2 separate regions of the Mus musculus genome follow, and region 1 is linked to region 2. A link is a contact called in public Hi-C data. All regions are on one chromosome and are shown on one strand. The core of a region is the stretch at or near the end of the contact, and the rest is flanking DNA. Distances in the headings are between cores, read along the strand shown. Region 1 has its middle 42 kb from the start of Gm16998. Region 2 has its middle 62 kb from the start of Fam184a.

Evidence for each region. A called contact is a pair of places that touch in the nucleus more often than the background predicts.
Region 1: a contact with region 2 is called in a Hi-C map of uterus, with 3 times the contacts expected there. The contact joins two enhancer-like sites. A contact is called at or near these places in 1 of 484 Hi-C or Micro-C datasets (uterus) and 2 of 115 datasets of contacts at active chromatin or transcription factors (DN3 thymocytes and large pre-B cells).

The regions. Positions count from the first base shown.
Region 1 is chr10:54,115,383-54,120,133 of GRCm38.p6, forward strand. No RefSeq gene overlaps it. Among named protein-coding and RNA genes, the nearest start is that of Gm16998, 42 kb to the left of the region's middle. Within about 2 kb of position 2,644, at least 185 of the 459 cell types and tissues checked have an H3K27ac peak or open chromatin away from gene starts, as enhancers often do. A contact at or near this core is called in DN3 thymocytes and uterus, where this site is marked.
Region 2 is chr10:53,810,210-53,814,747 of GRCm38.p6, forward strand. No RefSeq gene overlaps it. Among named protein-coding and RNA genes, the nearest start is that of Fam184a, 62 kb to the left of the region's middle. Within about 2 kb of position 3,217, at least 34 of the 459 cell types and tissues checked have an H3K27ac peak or open chromatin away from gene starts, as enhancers often do. A contact at or near this core is called in DN3 thymocytes and uterus, where this site is marked.

The DNA of each region.
Region 1 (4,751 bases), core at 1,394-3,893, 300 kb after region 2:
TCGCTCTTGGAGAGGATTTGCTTTGGTTCCCAGCACCCACACCAGCTCAGAACCATCACCCAGCTCAGATCTACCCATAACTCTAGTTCCAGAGGCTCAGATACCTCCTGATTTCTATGGGCACTAGGCACATATGTGGTGCATATGCATACATATAGATAAACCATTCATTACACATAATATAAAAACAGAACTTAAAGGGGGAAGCAAACCAACTCTTAGTCATTTGACACTTTGAAAAGTTTCATATAATTGTACTCCACTGACAATATCTGGCATTTATTTCTTGAAGATTTCACTCAAACTGCACTTAAACAGTTTCAGCTGATAGAAGGGCCAGTCCTTACCTTCTGTGTCTTTGTATATTCTCTTCACAGTCTGTGTCTCCTTCATACCACAACCTGGACAACCAATAGCTCCTCAGAAAAATATTTGCTTTGTTGTTTTGCTTGTGAGTTTATTTTCAAACCCGTGCTTGGCTCTCATTGTCTTTTTCCTTTAAGTTAAAGGGATCCCCTCCCTTTAGCACCTAAGATGCTGAGATCTTTATCTCTGATTCCTGAGACTAAAAACACAGCAACTGATAGAATGGTTGGTGTTCAATAAATGGAAAAGGAGTAAATAAAGATGGTTAGAAAATTATCTGTTGTGTTAGAGTTGGAGAAAGAACTCTGACATCCTATTCTCTTCGTATTGTGAGTTAGTAAAGCATTCAATTTTGTTAGCCAGAAGACAGAATCAATTGTGAAAATGATTTGTAATTTCCCTTCTGGCAGGTATTGAAAGTAGAATTTTCTAAGTACAGAATTTTAGGATCAGAACATACTTTATAAAGTACAGCTATATTTCCTAGCCACACATATTTCAGATCTTGGAATGTCAAACATGCAAGTCTATCAACATCATTAATAGATGTACTGTAGCCGGGCGTGGTGGCACACGCCTTTAATCCCAGCACTCAGGAGGCAGAGGCAGGCAGATTTCTGATTTCGAGGCCAGCCTGGTCTACAAAGTGAGTTCCAGGACAGCCAGAGCTACACAGAGAAACCCTGTCTCAAACAAACAAACAAACAAACAAACAAACAAACAAACAAACAAAAAGATGTGATGTAACAGCTGATAATTACTCTTGAAGCAATATAGCTTATTAAAGCATTTTCAGTGGGGTAATGTTTCTAAATGTTTACTTTTTGTAACAAATCTTTTGACTGCCCCATCCCCCGATTTATTCATTTTATTTTATGTGTAGGAATGGTGTTCTCCCTGCAAGTATGTATCTGCCCCCCTACATGTAGTACCCATGGAGGTCAGAAGAGTCCATTCAATCCCCTGGCACTCATTTACAGGTGAATGTGAGCTACCACATAAGGTTTAAAAACAAGTCCAGTTTCTCTATAAGAGTCATGCACTCTTAAGAGCTGAGACATCTCTCCATCCCTCCTGCATAGGAACCTCTGGAAATCCTCATAGATACACTCAGAAGCAAGGCTTACCAATTGCTGAGTCAGTTCCTTCTCATTCTTTTATCTATACTCTTGCCTCACTGCCCTTCTTAACTCAAATTTACTTCCCAGGTTTGAGTTTTCTCAGCCAGTCTGAGGAAAGAGACCCTGTTTGTGGCGTTGTAGTAATCAGTTAGAAAACTGCCAAAGTACTAGTGCCTCGTGTTCTAATGTTTAATATGATTTCAGAGAAAATGGTTTATAAGTCATTGCTGATGGCTTGTAGCCGCCGTTTAAAATTGGGAGGTTTCTCTGTATGTTTTTTTTTTTTAATTTATTTCATTTCATGTGTGTGAGTGTTTTGCCTGCATGTATGTATATGCATCAAATGTGTGCCTGCAGCAGTGAGAAGAGGGCATCGAATCCATTGGAACTAGAGGTAGACAGTTGTGAGCCATCATGGGGGTACTGGGAACTGAACCTGGGTCCTCTGAAAGAGCAATAACTCTTAAGTTTCAAGTTATCTCTACAGCCCACAAATTCTTGAATAGAAGAATCACATCTTATGTGGGTATTGGATAATATGGCTACTCTTTACTTAAGAAAATTCTTTTATTTCACCATAAAGCAATGTGTGCATGGCTTTGAAGGAACATCTCCATTCAATAATTCTTGGAAAACTCTACCATACTTTCAAAAGGAACAAATGAGAAGCAGGAAGGTGTGTGTGTGTGTGTGTGTGTGTGTGTGTGTGTGTGTTTGTGAATTCTTCTCAATATAACCATTATGTTACCATAATAAGCATCTTTGAGGGTTCTGACATATTTCAGCTTGACTGTTGATTACATCACTGTTTTAATATTAAGCTTTTTCACAATCTTAATACTTCTATGGTTTGATTTATGCTCATAATAATTAATGAGGTAATTCTCCACTAGCACGGAGATCTTAGGCATCACCATAAGTCAACTGTAAAGGCTCCATCTGCAGCCTTTTTAGTGGAGGCAAATCTTGCCTGGAAATCAGAAGAGGTCATCCAGTTCCCTGGAACTGAGTTACAGATGATCATGAGCCACCACATGAACACTTACTCTGTTTCTGAAACTGGGCCATCTGTTTCCTGTTTCTCCGAGTTGATCTTCCTCCCTAAGCAACTGCTGAAGTCATGGCCACTGAATGAGTCACAGCTTCCTTGAGGGTGAACACGCATACATAGGCAGCCTGTCAAGTACGTGAGGGTGTGAGGAGACCCTGGTGACTCTCCACCTAGTCTGCTCTCCTCTACATATTTTGTTCTCAGTGTCCTTCCTCTCTCACTTGTTAGTCTGCACCTGGCTCTAGAGCAGCAAACAGGACATTGTTTCTCTAGTTTCTTTCCTAGAATTCCTGATGGATTTCAGCCAGAATGTTTTCTTTTTAAAACATGATAGTTTATAAACCTTTATTTCTTTATTTCTCATTCCATGCTTTCTAAGTGGAGTGAGGATTCCCAACCCTTCTAATGTTGCTTCCACATCATCATTCCTGCTCACAAAAGTCCTGTTCCTTTGAGGCTGACCCTTGCACTCTAATCTAATACCTCAGCTAGCATTTGAACATTGAACATTGAACATTGCTTCTGAGGCAGGCAATGTGTTAATCATTTTTTTAAAATACACTGTTCCTTTGAAAACTCAAAACCACATTGTATGGTAGGAACTACTCTTATCACATCTGTTCGAGGTTTATGAAAACTAGGAAACTCATTCTTACGTGTGTAACATGAGCAGAAGAGAGTGTAACTACTTGCTTTGTTGTGAGCTTTCAGTACATGTGAAGTGCTGGTCATTTACTGGTACTGTTGTTCCTGAGGGCCTTGTGAAAAGGGGGAAATATGGGCTGTAAGCCCTGGAAGTCTAGCTGTGGAATTCCTACCGTTAGTCATCAAGTAGGACCAGACAACATTCCTCTGGTATCTGTTAAGGGGTCTCTGCTTTACAGGTCAGGAGCAAATTCTTTGTAAGCATTCCTGAGCTATTCTATTCTACAATGTCTCGTTCTCTTTCTTGCTTTGTCTTGTTCTTTGCAACTTCTTCTCATTGTCTTATTCACTCACTACCCCTAAAGTTTCAGAGTTCCACTGCACTCCCACTTTGCAGCCTAGCTCACCTTGTCATTATTATCATTGTCACTGAGATGCCCACTACATCCTGTAATGCCACCAACAGTTCATTATCTGCCGTCTCTATCAGTCCCCTGTTTGGAAGATTGTTTTGTCTTCAAGTCACAACTCTCATTCTTGTAGATGCTCTCAGCTCCTTTATTCACCTATCAAATAGTTTTTTACCCTCTTCTTCCCTACTGGAACTTTAGTTCTTATAGAGTTAGGCTAGAATCTTGATCTACATCTTAGCAATTATGGATGGATGAAGAAAAATTGATATCCTGACTGCTTAATTGTTACATTAAATACATTTATCACCCTACTTAATGTCTTTAAACAGATTCTTGGCATTGCCTGACAGTGTTTGCTTTAATAAAGCCATTCTCAAGGGAACTGTTTTATACTTCCCCTTACTGCTGACCTTGTTGGTTATATCATTAAGAATATGGAAATACAGTGGTAGTGGGGAAGTCCGTCTTTCCATTGTTGGTCTGACAGAGCTACCCTGAAGTTGCTCCTGCCTCTGAGTTTCCTCTTCTTGTAGAGGAACCTTTTCTTTAGTTAAAGTTTACTCTTGCTTTCTGTGTTCTCTGTGTCTATAGAGGAAGTGCCCCCTCTTACATTAGAGCTCAGCTTTGCTTGTGATCTGGATCTGCGTCCTTACTAGCTTTTAGCCTGCTCTTAATTTCAAACACTCCTTTTCAATGGAGTCCTTCTTTCAGCATTGGGCAGTGTTCTGGGATAGTCTACCATCAAAGAACCACTGCCTTTGAGGCCACCCTTTCAATTCCAGGGACCTCGGATCCGAAGTGGCCTGCCTGCTTCTGTTCCCTGCTTCTTTCCTCCACATTACTTTGTCCCCACACCATTAATTCATTTTTATCTGGTATCTCTTTCACCTCTCCACTAAACAGCCTTTGCTGTTAAAATAGCCAATGTGTTCTGTTCTGCCCATCCCAAAGGATAGTATTTAGTCTCCACTGTGATGGCTGTACTTGTTCATTCAGCATCATGTTGTTTTGGAGAGACCATCCTTCAGACTCAATCTAAAGCAGTCTCTCCCTTCCATGACAGTGCACTATGGCATGACTTGGTTGTATTTTGTTCATAGGATGTATTCTGTGAGTTTATCTTGTTTGTGTATTTGCTCATTTATTCTCTGGGCC
Region 2 (4,538 bases), core at 1,967-4,466:
GTTTTCCTTCTATGAACTACACAAAGAACTTTGCAGCATCAAAGCTCATCTCATAAGTTCAAGAGCTTCTAGTGACTGGCACTATTTTAGCTAAGTTTTAGAAATCAGGCTATGTTGAAAGTTAAGGTGGCCTCTTTTACATGTTTAAATCAAGGTAGTAATGATTACAACTAGCTCATTGGCTTTAACTTTATGTCACTAATTGTAATTGTAGTTAAAAAAATCTACATTTATTTGTAAAATTTTTACCTGAGAGTATAAAAGCTTTCTTATACTCTATTAAGATGTTGATGGTTTTATGTGGCAGTAAAATGAGCCATGCTGAACTCATTGCTTACTAGGGTTCATCTAAATGACAATGGATGCAAGAAAGAAGTTACGCTCATAGCAGACACCCCCCCCCCACAATCTGTCATTTACTTGAAGAGATGTTAAGTTATAAACAAACTAATTGCCCAGTTAAAAGCTGAAGTAAACTATACTCCTATTGTTCTACTTTATGTCTTAAACATGCTTTTTTAAACCATCACTGATTTGTATATTCCAAATGGTTACAGCCACAGAAACTTCACAGCATAACAACTGGATTTGTTTCTCTTGTGGTTATGAATCTGATGAAAACGAAAAGCTTGTGGCTCTAGGAAAGGTGCTAATTCTACTAAATTCAACTAAGTTACGTAGAATTCAAATAATTCTACATAAAGTTCCAGGGACACATGTCTCTTTAGAACTCTTATTTAGTTACAAAAAGAAAAAAAATAACATTTACTATATTAAGCAAATTTTCCTATGCTTTGAAAATTGTTGCCTACAAATCATTTTTAAAAAATATTTAATAGCTTACATTACAGGCTCTTGTGACTCCACGTCGGGCCTTGAACTTGTCATGCTGCTGAAGGTGACCTTGAACTTCTGATCGTCCTGCCTTCATCTCTCGAGTGCTAGGATTGCAGGGGTGTGTACCATCCTTAGTTTATGAAATGCTGAGGATGAAGCTTACGGTTCATGAATGCCATGCAAGCACTCTACCTACTGTTACATTCTAAACTCATAAATTATTGCTATAAATGCTCTTGGATCATGACATTCAGACATTTTAATTCATACTAAGCAGTTACATCTATATGAATAGCTTGCTTACACTATATTTTCAGAAATTTTTTCTTACAGCTCCAGTCTATGATGACCTGGGTTCGTTAATCAGTCACCAACACAGGCATTCTTAATAATTCCATTTTTAAAGCAAGTACAATTTACATGCAATATTAATGTTTTATTATTTATTATATTGTTATTAATATATAAACATTACCCTTTAGGTTTATTTCCTTACATTCATAGCAAGTTATACTGAAAAGTTTTAAGGTTGAGTGACTTAAAGAAATGGGCCTGTAAAACTGTTACCCTTGCTAGAGTTTGGGAAACATAGTAAACATGCTTGTTTTAGAGTCCAAGAAACGATTCCCACACCCCAGGACCAGAATGTCGCCTTTGGTCATGGAGAGAAGACAGATTTAAATGAGACGTAGAGGCTGGACTCAACAGTGAGTACCAACAGCAATGCACACATCTCCCATTACAGGTGGTGCATCACTGAATGAGGCTGCATCTTGAATATGACGCTGCCTCTTTGTGCTACTTGCTGACCATCCATTCTCAAGGTCTGTCAAACGTATCACACCAGAATACTTGCTCCTTTGGGATGGAGTAGTCCACTGGGAATAGACTTCTCAAGCAAAACACATGTTTCCCGGTGCCTTGTTTCCTTCTCTGCTAATGAAGAGCTTTAGCTCGAAATCCAGTGGCTGATTCCGAGGCTGGCCTTCCATAGCCCATGGGAAGTACTCAGAGGCCCTCGGCTATTGCTGCTGTCTCCTCAGGCATCCCTGAGCTGCCAGCCTCTGTAACAGAAGGGTTGGCACGGATCCCCGAGGATAATAGGGATTTTGGCCAAGGCTCCCACACAGAAGATTGCTGAACTATTCCAGTCCTGGAGGTAAATCAGGTAAGTAACACAGGCAGCCATTCCCATACCCTTAGTCCTTTTACCATGCTATCTCTAGAATTTTTACAACATAATGTTTTTTGACTTGAACACAGGAAATATTCAACTAGATTCAATTTCCTTTCAATTTTTCTTCTCTATGGAAGATGAATCGAGTACAGCCGATGATATGGATTCAACATAAAATGCAATGTATTCGAAGATCTCCTTTGCTCCATGCTCGGAAAATACAGTTACTGATGCCACTCAGGCTGGGCAGATAGCGATCTATGTGGGACATCGGTGCCAGTTCAGCCCATGGCTTACATTCGTAGCGTCTTCTGAGAAAGCTGATAGGGAAGACTTTCCCACTAATCCTAGGTTCAGAGTAATTTTTCTGGGAAGCGCATTGCTTTTTTTGGAATATTCACTGTTTCTTTGTGCTTTAATCCAATTTCACACTTAATGGTTTCAAGTGTAGAAAGTGCATTTTATTCTTCTCCACTAGAGGGAACCAAAGGGACTAGACATTGCAGCCAAGCGAATTATTTGTTGTCAGCGATGGAGAAGTTCGCAGGGGTTCTCAAAAACACCCGGAGAGGACTTTCTGTTTTATAACGTATTCTACTAAAATTTAACTATTTTTAGAAAAAATTTTGTGTTTATAGAAATAATTTAAACAGAAAAGGGTTAAAAAACAAACACACAAACAAACAAACAAAAAACCCCAACTAGATTTCTAGGTCCTGATTATGGTCCATACAACCCAGGGCACTGGGGATGAAGCCTGGATGAACCTTAGTGGAGCTTTAGTTCTTGGTAAAACCCACTCTGCCAGGCAAACAGGAAGCCCAACAAGGATGGAAGCAACTGAACATTAACTCTGTAAAGCAGGATGTAAGAACAAATGCTCACAGAGGCTCAGAGTAACCACAGACACCTGGAGACTGTCAGGATTTAGAATATGAGTCATGTGTTTTTCCGATTGAACAACTCCAACTATTATTTAGAATCCATGTGATTTACTTGGAGGAAAATCCAAAACTATCTTTTGAGGAATACTTCCAGCTCCACAAGTCAAAATTTAGGGAGCACCTAAAATCAGAAAACGGGGTGCTGTTCCTGAAACAAGAAATTTACAGGAGATCTAATGAGTTCTGCAGTATCCTATGCAGGGAACAAAAATAAATGCCCTCAATCCAGCTGCCACGGACCACAGATGTTTCCATCATGTCAGATACATCTGGCAAACTGGCCCAGAGACAAGAACTGGAATTACATGAAGAAAAGAGGTTACAGGATTGTCACAAGGGAGGGCTTAACACATTCAATTCCTGGAAAAGGCAGGAAAAAAATGGAGATATTGATTTATGAAAAGGTTTATTTGATGATAAAATTTTTCTCTCTCTCCCTCTGCCCCCTCTCTAGTTTAGGAAACATTGGGCTATCTCTATGTGTAGAGTCTCTTTCCTCCCAGGTCTCTGTGGTTTTCTAGAGGGCACCCCACCTCCCACCCACATAGGCTACTTATTTTTGTTAATTCTTCTGGCCTTCTGAGTTTCGTTGGGCTTCTCTCCTGTGCCTCCCAGACCTGATCCTGTTCCCTATTTTCCCTTCCCCTCCCCTTGCCTACCCACATCCTTCCCTCCCTCTGCTTCCTATAATTGCTTCCTATAATTATTTTGTTACATCTTCTAAGTGAGATTGAAGCATCCTCACTTGGGTCTTTCTGTTTGATAACTCTTATGGTCTGTGGTTATATTCTGGGTATTATGTACTTTTTTGCTAATATCCACGTATCAGTGAATATATACCATGCATGTCCTTTTGGGTCTGGGTTATCTTACTGAGGATGATATTTTCTAATTCCATTCATTTGCCTGCAAAATTCATTATGTGCTCATTCTAAATAGCTGCATAGTATTCCACTATGTAAATGAATCACACTTTCTGTATCCATTTTTCAGTTGAGGGACATCTAGATTGTTTCTAGCTTCTGGCTATTACATATAAGGCTGCTATGAACATAGTGGAACATGTGTCTTTGCAGTATACTGGAGCATCTTTTTGGGTATATATATGTCCAGGAGTGGTTTAGCTGGGTCTTTAGGTAGAACTATGTCCAATTTTCTGAGAAACTGACAGATTGATTTCCAGAGTGGTTGTACCAGATGGAAATCCCACCAGCAATGGAGAAGAGTTCCTCTTTCTGAAATCTGTGTCAGCATGTACAGTCACTTGAGTTTTTGATCTTAGCCATTCTGATTGGTGTAAGGTAGAATCTCCGAGTCATTTGGATTTGCATTTCTGTGATGACTAAGGGCTTTGAACATTTCTTTAAGTGCTTCTCAGTCATTTAAGATCCTTTGTTGCTAATTCTTTATACCCTATTTTTTTTTAGTTGGGTTATTTGGTTTTTGGAGGTTAACCTTTTTAGTTTTTATATATTTTGGATATTAGTCCTCTATTGGATATAGGATTAATGAAGATTCCCCCCCCCCCCCCAATCGCTAGGCTGCCAATTTGTCCTATTGACAGTGTCATTTGCCTTACA